Regions from separate parts of the Mus musculus genome. Here regions 1, 2, 4 and 5 are each linked to region 3. Evidence: chromatin contacts called from public Hi-C and HiChIP or PLAC-seq data. All regions are on one chromosome and are shown on one strand. Each heading gives the region's core, a stretch centred on a gene start, on an enhancer-like site or on the middle of the called end of the contact. The rest is flanking DNA. Distances are from core to core; before and after follow the strand shown. Region 1 holds the start of Ulk1 (unc-51 like kinase 1). Region 2 overlaps Ttc28 (tetratricopeptide repeat domain 28). Region 3 overlaps Ttc28 (tetratricopeptide repeat domain 28). Region 4 holds the start of Ep400 (E1A binding protein p400). Region 5 overlaps Ttc28 (tetratricopeptide repeat domain 28).

What was found. A called contact is a pair of places that touch in the nucleus more often than the background predicts. HiChIP or PLAC-seq counts read pairs in DNA pulled down with a chosen protein or histone mark.
Region 1: a contact with region 3 is called in a Hi-C map of regulatory T cells, with 8 times the contacts expected there. The contact joins the promoter of Ulk1 here to the enhancer-like site in region 3. A contact is called at or near these places in 3 of 39 promoter capture datasets (hippocampal neurons, maxillary cranial neural crest and second pharyngeal arch cranial neural crest), 1 of 484 Hi-C or Micro-C datasets (regulatory T cells), 1 of 115 datasets of contacts at active chromatin or transcription factors (embryonic limb bud) and 2 of 9 other capture datasets (adipose tissue and pancreatic islet).
Region 2: an H3K27ac HiChIP or PLAC-seq map of regulatory T cell precursor shows a contact between it and region 3, with 6 times the contacts expected there. The contact joins two enhancer-like sites. A contact is called at or near these places in 1 of 15 datasets of contacts at CTCF or cohesin (stem cell-derived epiblast-like cells), 16 of 484 Hi-C or Micro-C datasets (the Ba/F3 cell line, the N1E-115 cell line, the Patski cell line and 11 more), 24 of 115 datasets of contacts at active chromatin or transcription factors (SST interneurons, bone marrow-derived macrophages, craniofacial prominence and 17 more) and 1 of 9 other capture datasets (embryonic stem cells).
Region 4: a Hi-C map of CD8 T cells shows a contact between it and region 3, with 3 times the contacts expected there. The contact joins the promoter of Ep400 here to the enhancer-like site in region 3. A contact is called at or near these places in 5 of 484 Hi-C or Micro-C datasets (CD4 T cells, CD8 T cells, embryonic stem cells and 1 more) and 3 of 115 datasets of contacts at active chromatin or transcription factors (memory CD8 T cells, microglia and pancreatic cancer cells).
Region 5: an H3K4me3 HiChIP or PLAC-seq map of craniofacial prominence shows a contact between it and region 3, with 5 times the contacts expected there. The contact joins two enhancer-like sites. A contact is called at or near these places in 22 of 484 Hi-C or Micro-C datasets (B cells, CD8 T cells, Th1 cells and 16 more), 23 of 115 datasets of contacts at active chromatin or transcription factors (VIP interneurons, a beta-TC-6 cell line, craniofacial prominence and 15 more) and 3 of 9 other capture datasets (adipose tissue, embryonic stem cells and liver).

The regions. Positions count from the first base shown.
Region 1 is chr5:110,808,669-110,811,368 of GRCm38.p6, forward strand. It overlaps Ulk1 (unc-51 like kinase 1), which reads right to left and starts at 1,413. Exons shown (of 28, transcript NM_009469.3): 1 at 946-1,413; 2 at 459-551; 3 at 337-378. The coding sequence starts at 1,056.
Region 2 is chr5:111,158,286-111,160,985 of GRCm38.p6, forward strand. The region is part of intron 5 of Ttc28 (tetratricopeptide repeat domain 28); the gene reads left to right. Among named protein-coding and RNA genes, the nearest start is that of Gm35628, 75 kb to the right of the region's middle. Within about 2 kb of position 1,381, at least 65 of the 459 cell types and tissues checked have an H3K27ac peak or open chromatin away from gene starts, as enhancers often do. A contact at or near this core is called in cerebral cortex, memory CD8 T cells, regulatory T cells and 3 more, where this site is marked.
Region 3 is chr5:110,977,228-110,979,927 of GRCm38.p6, forward strand. All of the region lies in intron 2 of Ttc28 (tetratricopeptide repeat domain 28), which reads left to right. Among named protein-coding and RNA genes, the nearest start is that of Mir701, 26 kb to the right of the region's middle. Within about 2 kb of position 1,389, at least 250 of the 459 cell types and tissues checked have an H3K27ac peak or open chromatin away from gene starts, as enhancers often do. A contact at or near this core is called in CD8 T cells, VIP interneurons, adipose tissue and 17 more, where this site is marked.
Region 4 is chr5:110,769,278-110,771,977 of GRCm38.p6, forward strand. Ep400 (E1A binding protein p400) reads right to left here and starts at 1,440. Exons shown (of 52, transcript NM_029337.2): 1 at 1,215-1,440. Gm15559 (predicted gene 15559) reads left to right here and starts at 1,672. Exons shown (of 2, transcript NR_152254.1): 1 at 1,672-1,985.
Region 5 is chr5:111,227,255-111,229,954 of GRCm38.p6, forward strand. Ttc28 (tetratricopeptide repeat domain 28) reads left to right here. Exons shown (of 23, transcript NM_001267622.1): 9 at 2,094-2,203. Among named protein-coding and RNA genes, the nearest start is that of Gm35628, 6.2 kb to the right of the region's middle. Within about 2 kb of position 1,252, at least 123 of the 459 cell types and tissues checked have an H3K27ac peak or open chromatin away from gene starts, as enhancers often do. A contact at or near this core is called in VIP interneurons, adipose tissue, bone marrow-derived macrophages and 7 more, where this site is marked.

The DNA of each region.
Region 1 (2,700 bases), core at 163-2,662, 170 kb before region 3:
GCAATCGCCAGAGATTCAACATTAGTGTTGATGGCCGCCTTCCTTCCCATGCAGGCAACATATAAGCTAGAGAGGTCCCCAGAACCTAGGAAAAGCCAGGAAAAACTTGGACCAGAGATGAGGTCTCCCTGGCCCTAAGTGGCCTCACAGTAGGACAAGCGTGAGACAAGGCATTCAGAACCCAGCTCCTTTCACCTAAACCAAATACTAATCTAAAGCCATCATCTGCCCTCAGGGGGGCTCCAGCCCCAGGCAACCTAGGTCCTGAAGCAACAGTGGATGGGACAAGGGCAAGAATAGATTTACCCCTCCCCCAAGCCCAACGCTGAGCCTTACCTGGAAGTCATACAGCGCCACGATGTTTTCGTGCTTTAGTTCCTAGGACACAAATCCAAGTTTCTCATGAGCAAGAAAAGAGCTGACCCACCCTCTCCCCCTCCCCCGAGGCGCTGGCTCACCTTCAGGATTTTGATTTCCTTTCCCAGCAGTGTTTGGGACTTGGCAAGGTTCTTCTTGTTAATGCATTTGACGGCCACCTCCAGGTCGTGCTTCTGAAAAGCCAAACGTGAACCTTCAGGGTTGAAAACAACCCCCCCTCCTGCTCCCCACCAAGCAGGGAACACAGAGATGGCTTAGGGTGGCTGTCCCAAGGGTCTTGGAATGGGAGGCTGCCAGAGGCAGACAGATAGTGAGTGTCTGTCAGCCGGCCTGGAATTTAAGTCCCAGGATGGAGTCCCAGGTTAGGTTCTCAGAACTGGTCTGACTTCGGGGCTAGGTAGGGAATCCTGTGCTGGCTGGCGTCTCCAGTTTTCTGGAGCTAGAGTAGCAGGTGGGTTTCCCGGGCTGGGGGGTCCTTAATTGGGTCCCTCTACGGATTACCGGAGGTAAGGTGTCCCTTGGGCTGGGAGTCCGGGATTGCGAGGCCTCCGCGGGAGCCTCACCCACCTCGCGGTGTCGACCCTTGAAGACCACCGCGAAGGCGCCGTGTCCAATCAGGTCCTTGCGAGAGAACTCGAACTTGCCCACGGTCTCGACGCCGCCGCGGCCCGGCTCCATAGCGCGCGCGGGCCGGGGGCGCGAGCCCGGGCTCGGGCCCCGGGGCGGCGCTACGGGGTGCGCTGGGCTCAGGCGGAGGCCGGCGGGCCGCGTACGCGGGGACGGAGGCGCGGGCTCATCGCCAGGGCCCCGTGCCCCATCGGGCAGGCCTGAGCCGGGTCCCAGTCCCACAGGCCGGCGGACGGAGGGGCGCGCTCCCTCGGCGTCCTCCTCGGTACCCTCCCGGCGCTGACAGTCGGGACCCGGTCCGACTCGGGACTCAGCTCTGACACACTCCAGCTCCAAGTCCGGGCCTGACTGACGATGCGGCTCGGAGCCCCGCAGGGAAACAAAAGATCCGCGGCACCCGGGCCTCGGAGCCCGAGGTGCCGGCGCAGCCGCACTGCGTGGAGGCGGGACGATGGGCGGGGCCTGCGGAGCTCAAGACCTCTTAGGCGGCGGAGCTGGCAATGGGCGGGTCCGAAATGAAGGACACCTCGTGGGTGGTAAGGCGGGGCGGGGCTTAGTTTGGGTGGTGCCTCGATGGGCCCAGCCCTATACTGGGCGGGACTTGAGAGAGGAGGCAGGATATGGGCGGGGCCGGAGCAGACTGGGCATGTCAATGTCAGAACTATCTCTGGTTGTGGCTCCTCGCTCTGCCCTAGGCATTTTTTTATTTACTTATTTTATTCATATGTATATGTGTGTGCCTACAGGAGTTTATATGCACCGTGTATGTGTATATAAACACGTGAAACATTCATATTAAACATGTATGTGTCGGGTCCTGGAATTGGAGTTTCAGGCAGTAATGAGCTGCCATGTGGAAACTGGTAACCAAACCAGGAGAGCAGTAGATGCTCTTAATAGCTGAGCCATCTCTCCAGCTCTGCCCTACGTACTTCCTACCACTTGTTTTGTTTTGTTTTGTTTTGTTTGTGCTTTCTTTTGGAGAAGTCGAGATAGGATTTCTTTGTGTATCCCTGCCTGTCCTGGAACTCACTCAGTAGAACTGGCTGGCTTCAGACTCAGAGATCTGCCTGCCTCTGCCTCCTGAGAACTGGGGATTGAAAGTTTTTTAACTGAGTCTTCTCACATTGTAGGCCCGACTGGTCTCGAACTTGCTTTGTCTCTTTGTAGATCGTGCTGACCTCAAACTCACAGATATCCCTCAGCCTCTTCCTCCTGAGTATTGGAATTAAAGGCAGGTGCCACCACATCCATTTTCTCTCTTTTATTACATTTGCTTATTCTGTATGTGGGGACGGAGACTTGAGAACATGGTCATGTGAAGGTCAGAGGAAAATGTAAAAGATGTTTCTGTCTACTTTGTGACTCTTAACATTAAATTCAGGTTGTCAAACTTGGCAACAAGGTCTTTTATCCTTGGAGCCATCTCACCGAAGGCATCAGTTTTCCTTCATTTATTATTTTACTTAACTTTTGTTGTTAGAGGGGAAGTTTGAGGCAGGGTTTCCTGTAGTCCAGGCTATCCCAGAGCTCATCACATAGAATAGCCGTGAGCTGCTGATTCTCCTGCAAATGCTGGGATTATTTATAGCATGGGCATTTGGTTTGCCTCAGGTGTTTTTCTTGCCTGTCTGGTCACATGGGAACTGCATGGGCATGTTGGAGCACTTGATGTATACAAACATTGTCATTTGG
Region 2 (2,700 bases), core at 131-2,630, 180 kb after region 3:
AGGTCAACACTACCCCAGCCCCACCTGGGTGTGCCATGTCTCGGGATAGAGATTCAGGTTAACAGTAGGTCTCAGAGCTAGCTGCATTAAACCTTGGCTCTCCTCGGCTTCACAGACTTACGTCTTACTGTGCTGCCTGCCCGAGCATAGCTATGCCAGCCACGCTCCTGAGAAGATGGCAGAGTTCCCTTGCCTAGTTCTGCTGTCTGCACCTGTGTCAGGCAGACGACTGCTGTGGTGGTGACAGATGCCCAAGAAAGTCTCATTAAGGGAAGACGACTTATCTTGGCTCATGGGTTCACTCCATCATGGTGGGGAGGTTACATCAGCTCTAAGCAGCTCCAGCCACGGCAGGCACGGTGTCCTCCTGGCAGGTTTCCTCCTTCTCCCCCTTACACTCCATCTCAGCACCCAACCTGTGGGAAGGTGCTGCCCATGAAGAGGGCCGCACTTAATCCTCTCACACATCAAAGGTGAGCACTAACAACCTCCTCAGTGCCTCTCACCCACACCAGCTCCTCAGTGGAGATCAACCATTACAGTGCTTTAGTCTGACCCCTCCTCTCCTGGGGTGAGCAGGACCTTGGAGTTTCCCAACAGGCCATGCCAAAATTGTGCTAAAGAGATGACCCCATGGGTAAAGAATGATTGCTGAGTTCAGATGCAAGTATCCCTGTAAAAAGCAGGGTGTGGCCACATACCTGTAACCCCCATGCTGGGAGTGGGGACAGGAAGGTCTCTGGGGCTGGCTGGCCACCACCCTAGCTGCGGACTGATTGAGAGACCCTGACTCAAGGGAGAGAAGCAGAGATCAATCAAGCAGGACCTCAGTCAATATCCTCCTGGCGTCTGCACATGCACAGTCAGGCTTGTATACACGTGCACACACACACATGCACACACACAGATACACACATATACACACACACAGGATTGTATACACATGCACACACAGGCTTGTATACACACACACACAGGCTTGTATATACACACATGCACAGGCTTATATGCATGCACACACACAGGTTAGTATGCACACACAAACAAATCATGCATATGCTGGCACTTTTGGGGTGTGTGTGTGTGTGTGTGTGTGTGTGGTTAGTGTACCATTGTAGCATCTGCCCTGCTGGAATCTCCCTCTCCCTGTTGGATACAAAGGAACAGTAGCTACAGTGTCCATGTGTAGGATCTCCAGATGACAGGATGTCTGTTGCCAAGGGAAGTCTCCGTTGATGGCCATCAAAATACTGAAGCTCTGAGATTTATAATCACAAGGGGCTGAGTGTTACCCAGACTGGGGAGCAGGTTTCCCCTGGGCACAGTCTCCAAATGAGAGCTCATGCCGCCTTCACAATGCCTCTGGCATCCCACAGGAGCCAGCGAGGCTGTGCCTGGACTCCTGACTCACCAGACAGAGCAACGAATGCGTGCTGTTTTAAGTGGCTCTGTCTGTGGACGTGTTGTTACGCAGCAATAGATAACTAACACAGTGTCTCGGCGGGGCTGAACAAGACACTGCAGTCTGAGCTCCTGCTCTGCATAAGTGCCTGGCATCTGGTAACGAGATGTGTGACTGTGCTTTACTAAACATTTCGTCCCTCACGCCTAACACTCCTAAGGAAACGAGAAAGTTTTAGTTCCCCGAAAAGAACTGAGTCAGCACCTTGATTGTCAAACTCCTGAAGCAGGTGTCCCAGATAAAGGACACCAGATGTGTCACAGCAGCTGGAGTAGGGAAAGTCTGAAATCACAAAGATTATGTCGAGTGCAGCTCTGTGCGCAGGAGAGAACAAAGGGAAAATGAAAATCAGGTTTCCTAGGGGAGGTGGGGGGAGCGTCTGTAGTGTGGTGATGGGGGAGCTTCAGGAGGCACCCCCACTTCCTGTAGACAGAGACGGTTGGCATGGTTACTGACGGAATACACATAGAACATTTTTTAACCCCTCCCCCCCGTTTCCGTGTGGCTCGATCTCTTACTCGAGCCCCAGATGGGGGTCGGGGGTCCCAGTTCACAATCAGTCCTCTGAGCTGCCTACCTCCCCTGACCTCAGGATAGCTGTGGGATGGAATAAGCTCCCTCTTACATCAAGGAAGAGGACTAAAAATTATTCTGTAAACATCTTCTGAGTGTTTGCAACTTGTTGCCTGCTCCTCTGATCTTCTCTACAGTAGCTCTCTGTGTCTGGTGCTTTTCCCATCACTGGTTAACCAAATAGTCCCAGGCTAAAAGCAGCCCAGCTGCATGCTCGGGAGCCCATGGCCAGTGGTCCCCTGGGATAGAGCTCAAATCTACTGAGTCCAGGACTGTGCAGAGCATCAGTGTGCTCTGAGCCCCCCACCCCCAGCCTTCCAGGGAAGCTCCAAGGTCAGTTTCTTCATAAAAGAGGCCATTTGCATTGTTAAAAAAAAAAAAAAACATTTATTGATATTGGCCCAGAAGCCAGGGCGGCCCACCTGTGAAGGTCTCAGTGTGACCCAGGCAGCTGCATGGGCTGCATAAACCTCTCTGTCCTCTCTGCCACGAGCTTAGGGTTTTCTCCCAAGAGCGTCCTCACCCGACTTGTTAGGAGTCTGGATCAGATTTATTTTCCCTGTCAGTTAAAAAAAAGTAAAAGACAATTTAAAAACTCTCACACAACAGGTAGCAGTGGGGAGGAAAATGTCAGACAGCAGACTGAATCAGCTGGTGAAGAAAGG
Region 3 (2,700 bases), core at 139-2,638:
GACCATCTGACCCCAGGTGTCCATCTATCTGTCTTTTCCTCATTCCCTTACCACCCCAATCAGGTTCCAGTCCCTGGAGCTGTGCAAGGACATGGCAGGGTTATGTGGCATGTAGCTGTGGTGTTGAGTGTGTAATGACTTAGGCTCTGGAGTAAGGTCCTGTGGGTCTGACTTCCAGTTCTCAAGTGCTGTCTGTGTGTTTCAGTTGAGCAAGCAGCCTCCCATGGAAGGTGGAGTGAGTGAGAGTCACTGGAGGTTGGCTATTTGGGGTGTTTTAGTCACAGCCCTGCTGCATCAGATTCCCTGCATAAGTAGTTCTGATAGTTGATGAAGAATGTTGAATGCAGTTAACAGTGTGGGCACCCCTTAGTAGAATAGTAATTTCTAATGCCAATTGTATTAGCATCTACCAAAATAACCTTAAGGGGGAATGGCAGTCAACAGGTGTGTTGGATAATACATGATAATAGTATTATATACTATCTTGTATTCATGAATTAGTCAGCATCCATAAGATGGAATTTTTGCACAAAAGAGGAATAAAACTCAGGCCATCTATATCTGCCTATCTATCTATCTATCTATCTATCTATCTATCTATCTATCTATCTATCTATCTATCTATCTATCAGTCATCTGTCCAGTCTATCCATCTATCTGGTTTTTCCAGGCTGGGCTTCTCTTTGTAGCCCCGGCTGGCCTTGAACTCCAAGATCTGCCTGCTTCTGCCTCCCAAGTGCTAGGATTAAAGGCGTGTACACCACTGCCCGGCTGCAATATTTTATAGTAATACAATCAGTGCTACTCAAGCATGGTGGTCTGTGCTTGTAGTTCCTGCTCAGCTACTCAGGAGGCTGAAATGGAAGGATGGCTTGATTTCACAAGTTCAAGACCCACCTTACTTATATAGTAAAACTTTGTTAAAAAGCGGTTTAATTTAGAGAAGCAAATAAAATGTATATATAAGTTTATTTATGATAAAGTTTCTGATTAACTTTTTTTTGATCGAGATCTCAAATCTCTTCTTTAAATCAGAATTTTTAGGGCTTTCAAAAAAGATTAATTTTAAAATTTATTTTATTTATGTTGTGTTTTGCTTGTTTGAGTCTCACAGTCATATGCAGGAGTCAGTGGAGGTCGAATCCCAGGCAATGGCTTGTCCTCTGGGAATAGGTCCTCAGTACAGTTAGCCACGCGGCGGCCATCTCTCCAGCCCCTCTGTGGAAGTTTGATTTGGACTCTTGCCCCTTTTACTTCTCCAAGTAGCTCATACAAATATAAGAATTCTTGAGAGGTTTCGGAGCCGGCCTGTGGACGCATATGGAACTGTAGCTTCACTTTTCTGCTGTGTAAATGTCGTGGCACTAAGACCCAGAAACTCTTTGCTGTGGTGGCTGGAGCTGGGCTGGCTGTGCTCGCACTGAAGGGAAGGAAGTCATTAGTGCAGACCGAGCTGTGGAGTTAGGTTCTTGCAGGATTTCCTTCCAGCCTTTCCCCACTTAGGTTCTTGGGAATTAAGAAAAAAAAAATCTAAACACACAAACCAAGTTTTCCTATTTACTAGGTTCAGGGAAGGTGGACATTTCGGAAGGGCAGATCCGATCCCAAGTTGTCTAAGAAGCAGAAAACTGCGCAAAGAAGCTCTGATTACAGATCTTTGGAATTTTCTTTGCTAAATTTTTACAAACGAGAAATACACCCAGAATTTTGGGAATTGCTCCAGGCTGCGTGTGAGGGTTTGATTGCTTGTCTAATCTTTTTCTTTTTTGGAGAAGAGGAGAATTCGCCAAGAGGGGCTTGGATGGCAGGAGCCCGGCCGGGTTTCTGTGGCAGCTTCTGCCGTGGGTCTCTGCTCTGAGGGGTCTGCGGCCCATCCCAGAGCTCCTGCCTGGAGCCTTTTCGCAGGCGCGGGTCGGGGAACATGCCCCGCTCCGGCCCGGGCGCGCCTCTGGCCGCCGGGACGTCCTAGCCCCGTGGGAGAGTGTGGTGGCCGCGGCACTTCGCGCTGAACCGAAGACGAAGACTGTCTGTCCTATCGGGGAAAGAACGAGGGGGTGCAAGGAGGCAGCATGACTTGCAGTCGCCGCCGCCCTGCGTCTGCCCCCAGCCCCCAGCCCACCTCTTGATGTGTCCCGGGTCGGCTGTACAAATATGATGAAATGGCAGCCCCGGAAGAAGGTGAGTGCGGCGACGGCGGCGGTGGGGCTGATGGGGAGGGGGCCCCGCGGGACCCCGGGGCCATCCGGGTCCGTGCGCCCATCGCCCGCCAAGTTCTCGCCTCCGGGCGCGCGCGGCCCGGCGGGGTGACAGCTGAGACTCAGCCCCGCGTGCTGGCCCGGAGCCGCGGCGCGCCCGCCCCGCTTAGGCCCGCAGGTGGGCGTCGGAGCGCCCCCTGCCCCGCGGGGACCGGCGTCCCGGCCGCTGGCAGCCGCTTCCCCTGGGCCCCGCTGGGGGGCGGGCAGCCCCGGAGCGAGCGCCGAGCGGCTCCCCGCGACGGCCGAGCCTCGGGCGCCGGGGCTGCGGCGGGGAGGCTGCGGGGACCTGCGGCCGCGTGGGCGAGTGCGGGCGCGCCGGCCATTGTGCGCCGCGTGTGTGCATCGATCGTGGGCAAGGGGGAGGGGGTACTTTGCTTTTTGCAAGATTATTTCCTAATATGGCTCCTTTGTTGAGAACCGGAGGAAAAAACATGCAGTGGTTCTA
Region 4 (2,700 bases), core at 190-2,689, 210 kb before region 3:
TCAGCCTGTTTCAGGACAGCCAGAACTACTCAGTGAGACCATGTGTTTTTTGTTTTTTTGGGTTTTTTAAAATATATAAATAAATTAAGGGGGTTAGAGGGGGCTGGGCACTGCAGCAGGAACCAGCACTCCCAGATACGCAAGAGACTGAGGTAGGAAGATAACCTGAGGCCAGGATCTGAGGCCAGCCTGGGACACAAAGATTCCTCTCAATGGCAAGTAAATAAAAACAGCCAGGCATGATGTCTCACACCTGCAAACCCAGTATCAAGGTGGAGGCATCTGGATTGCTAAGAATTACAGACCAGCTTGGACTACTTAATGAGTCTAGTCCAGGCTGATTCGGACTTCCATGAGACTTTTTGTCTCAGAAAACCTAAATACGTAAAAAGAAGATTTAAAGTTAACATGTGGTTTGCCTTGTGGCCATCCAAATTGTATAATTCATATTCATTCATTCATTTTCTCTCTCTCTCTCTCTCACACACACACACACACACACACACACACACACACACCCAGGTACAAGAATCGCGGATCTTCGTGAGCTCAAGGCCAGCCTGGTCTAAATGGCGAGTTAAAAGGCCAGCCAAGGCTCCAGGGTAAGACCCTGACTTAAAATGGAAAAGCGAAACAAAACCAAAACCGAAACAAAACAAGGACCGTTTTTGCCACACGTATAATCGAGAGCACAAGTGACAAGTGCCAGGGATGAGCGCAACCCCCAATTCCAAGTCGCGGTGCTCCAGGATACTGGACCTAGGGACAGACCTGCGGAGACAGCGGCTCGGCGGCTGATGGTACACCTCCGAGCCCCGGCCCGGGGAGCTCTGCCAGATCCCCGGCGTCCTTCCCGCTCTGTCTCCGCTCAAGGCTCTACGTCGCGAAAGGAAGCCCCGCGCGCCGCGGACCAACGGTGCCGCGGGCGTTAAGAGCCCCGCCTTCCCGAGCGCTCGGAAACGGCCGCGCGCCTGCCCAGAAAGAACGGCGCACTCGAGAGCGCTGACCAGAGAAGGGCCTTGCTGAGGCCGGACCACGCGCCGAGCCACCGACCGGTCCCCTCTCAGCGCCGCCCGGCCCCTCGGCCCCGCCCGCCCACGACAAAGCGCCGCCGCGGCCTGGGCCCGCCGCGACGCCAGCAGCAGCAGCACCGCTAAACACAACCGCTCGGCACGCCGCCGTTGCCGCCTACCACCCACCGTCCCGCCTCTCACCCGCTGACGCTATCCCGTTCGCTTGCACCGCGAGCAAAAGCCGCGCTCCGCCGCGTCAGGACAGCCGGGAGGCTCGAGCGCGCCGCAGCCGCTCGGCACATCCGGGTCCACGGGCACAGGAAGTAGCAGCGCCGGTGCTACGGCGCGCGGCGAGGGACTAACGGTACCTATCCTGTAGGGCCGCTCGCAGCCGCGCGGGGTCGCCTGAAGCTGAGGCGCTGCTGACGGCGGAGGCAGGACCGAAGCGGCTTCTTAAGCAGGCGGTTAGGGGCGGAGCTGTATGCAGGAGGTGCGTTGGGCGGAGTTTGGAGAGCGGAGAGCCACCTCAGGGCCGCCTCCGAAAGGCCTCATCCGTACGAGGCGGGACCGCTTCGGACAGGACGAGGGGAGTCGGCGCACGCGCAGGGAAGGGCTGGGGGGGCTGAGGCGGTGCACGCGGGCTGGGGCGTGGCCTCATGGGTACAAGGCGGAGCCTCAGGCCTCGGGGAAGTTCCGGTAGACTCGGGAAGGGGCGTGGCCTCGTCAGTTGGGGGCGGACCCCGAGTTTCACTCAGTTACGCCACCTGGCGACTCGCTCCAGCGGGGGAGGCTGTTTAGGAAAGCTCGAGCGGACCTGATCGCATCCTCTGGGTGTGCTCCGCCTCCGTGGGAAATAGGGGACTAGCCCTATGAACAAAAAGGCGCCTGAGGCGCAGTGAGCAGAAGTCTGAAAATACATCCAGCATCATTAGACATCACAGAAATGCAAAAGAAACCACGACCCAAGAGGAGGTAAGATTGTAGTACGAGTTTGAAAAAGATTTTATATATATATTTTTTGTTGTTGTTGTTTTGTTTTGTTGTTTTGTTTTGTTTTGAGACAGGGTTTCTCGGTGCAGCCCTAGCTGTCCTGGAACTCACTCTGCAGACCAGGCTGGCCTCAAACTCAGAAATCCACCTGCCTCTGCCTCCCAAATGCTGGGATTAAATAAAGGCATGCACCACCACTGCCCAACAAAAGATTATAATTTTAAAAACACTATAAAAAAAAGGAAGAAATTAACTGAGCTTCGTGGCACAAGCTTGTAATTCAGTGGATCTCAGCCTATGGGTCACATATAAGATATCCGGCATGTCAGATATTTATTTCCATTACAACTTATAGCAGTAGCAAAATTACAGTTATGAAGTACCAATGAAATATGGTTGGGGGTCACCACAACATAAGGAGCTGTATTAAAGAGTCACAGCATCAGAATGTTTGAGAACCACTGCTATAATCCCAGAACTTGAGGCTGAAGCAGCAAGATCTGGGGTTCATGCTGGCTTCATCCATTCATCATGTTTGAGGCTGTCCTGGAATACATGAGACCCCATCTCAAAATAAAAAACAGGAGGGAAATGTGTTAGGAAGGAGCCAGTGGAAGTTGTAGGGAATAAGGGGAAATGAAGAGAAGGTGGATATGACCAAAACATACATGCATGAAACTCTAAAATAAAGGATCTT
Region 5 (2,700 bases), core at 2-2,501, 250 kb after region 3:
GTCTGGAGTTGTTTCTGACCTCACAGAAACTGCAGGGTTGGGGCAGCTATACCCTCCTGTCCCTCAGGGGACGTCCCCAGGGTGGGAAGCAGGAGGCTGAGTGAACAATACTTCCAGGCTGGCCGTGGCTCAGCACAGGCCTGCAGTGGGGAAGCTCTGAAGCTGCAGTCACTGTCCCACCTCTATGGCTCCCGTGGGCCCCTAGCTTTGCTGACATTCTAGTATTTTAACGGCCCCAGTGCCTAGCAATGGCTTTTGTCTGAATGTGTGAGACCCAGAATTGAGGGTTTGCAGCAGGGACCTTACTACTAATCCCCTTCTGAAATGCCATTTCCCGGCAGCAGCTGGCTGTGTTGGGTCAACTGTCACAGAAGTCTGTATCAGTGGAAAACTCTGCACGTTGTTTGTGTTGTCTCTTGTGACAAGTCTCAGAGAACTATAAAAACTGGTATTTGAAAACTCCCCATAGTGGCAGACAGGGTTTGTGGGTCTCTAGTGCACTCCGAGCAGGCTCGGGACACTGTAAGGTGCAGGATGGCGTTCTCCACAAGCCGGGCAGGAGGTCCTGCAGACCTGCAGCAGAGGGCCAGTTCAGCTGGGAGTCACCCCAGCTTTGCCCTGTCTGCCCTGTGCAATGGAATGCTGTGTGGGTCTGAGTCTAAACAACTCCCAGATGGTGTGGCTTGACACGGGTTAACTCCAGGGCTTTCCACCCAGCCCTTCTCACTCTGGAAACCAGCAAAGGAAGTAGGCTCCATCCGGCAACTCCCTGAGGCTCTACTGCAGTGCAGGAGAGCTGGCCATGCAGAGTGGAATGTGCAGGCTCCCCGAAGGCAGTTCGAGTACGTCTTCCCTGTGGTCTGTGGACACCCTTCTTGCTAGGGATACACTTGGAACCAAGCAAGGTCCCTCTCTCTCAGAATTTGTCTTCCAAGGGGTTTGCCCAAAGAACCATTCTTCTGACTCAGACCAAGGACTTGCCAGACTTCTGCACTAAGGGTCAGTGCAGTGGGCGCTTTGAAAGTCGTCACACCCAGAGCCACCCTGGTTCTCCCGAGAACCCTTGTCTCTCATGTGAATTATTTACAAACTCTTCTGTTGCCCACTGGCATGATTTAGACTCAGAATGCTATTTCTGAACTCTTTGAGCCGTGTGTTTTGAAATGCATCATAAATTAGGAGGCAGACCCCTGAGCGGTGACTCACAGCAGCCATTCAGCTGACTCAGGGCCTTTAAAAAAAACAGGAATCACACCAGCCCATAGTGCTTGGCGCTGGCTTCCTGCCCTGACTTAGATGAGAGAGGAACCCTGGCTTATGTATACAGTGGAATTCTGGGAGCCATGCAGTGGCTCATGTGCAGAGAACCCTGGAATGCAGGCAGAGTGTCAGAGACCAATGTAGTGACCGATATGATGAACTGTGGCTGTTAGACTTAGCCGCACAAAGCCCTAGAGGCGGCTGGTGTCCTGAAAACCCAAAGCTTGCTGTGAGTGAGTGACCCACTGCAGGTGCCTCTGTGGAGACCATGGAAATGAGGGCAGCCACTCAGCCTTCCAGCCCACAGTAGCACTTGCTTTGCAACCCCGCTGAGGCACATCACAGATGGGACCCAGAGCGTGTCGGCGGCTTCAGTCACAGGAGCAGGGTCCAGCTGTGCACCGTTCTGCTTTCAAGAGACACTCACGAGCCTCTCATCAGCACTGCCTGGACAGTGTCGGGGGAGACAGAAAGGCATGTGGTCTTAGCCTCTGTAGCTGGCTGTCAGGAAAAGCTTTTCCCAGGCAGAGATCTGGGGATATGAGTGTATCAGCCAGGATTTTTCATTTGCAGAGCCAAGCGTTTTGCATCTGCGAGGGCAGCCGGGTCAGGGAACATTGGTTTTCCTGTTCTGCCTACCCTACCAACCTATCCACTGCCAACAGCCGTGACCTGGGCTCCTGCTGCGGCACCTCCTCACTTCCTGTAACACTGGAAGCGTCCTCGCCCCGGGGTTGATTTGGCATGTCCCACAGCCTTCCTTACATGCATCCAAAGCAAAATCGCCAGTCGGTCCCTGTCACCTCTCCTTACGATTCTCTGTCTGCTTTCAGGCTTAAGGTTAGCTGAGCAACTGGGTCGAAGAGAAGATGAAGCAAAAATTCGCCATGGTCTTGGTCTCTCCCTTTGGGCAAGTGGAAACCTGGAGGAGGCTCAGCACCAGGTACGCAGAGCTCTGTTCCAGGAGCTAAAGCACCCTCCATGACTGTCTCAGCAGCTGCGGAGTTCTCAGGGCTGCTGGCCTGTCTAATGCACCCAGAGTCCCTGCCTGTGTAGCCTGAGAGCTGTCAAGATTCCCGCTCACCCACAGGGCAGATCTCTTGATTTCTCAGATTCTCATGTTGTGCACTGTTGCCATGGTTAGTATAAAACCACATTCCTCCTTCAGTGGAGAGGTAAGATCAGGATGTGTGGTCATTGGGCTTACTGTCCTTGGCGGTTTCTAGTTAGGGCAGAGGGTATAACCTCTCCCCCTTTCTCATAGGGAGTCCCTGTTGCTGAAGAGGAGTGTGTTGACACACTGGCTGTGGGTGGACAGACGTCTGCTTCAAACTCAGCCCTTGGCTGTTTGGTTACTGAGAACAGTGTGCCAGGAAACGGGGATTCCTCATGAGACCAGTGAGGCCTGTCTCCAGAGGAGCAGCCTGGGCACAGGCTGGG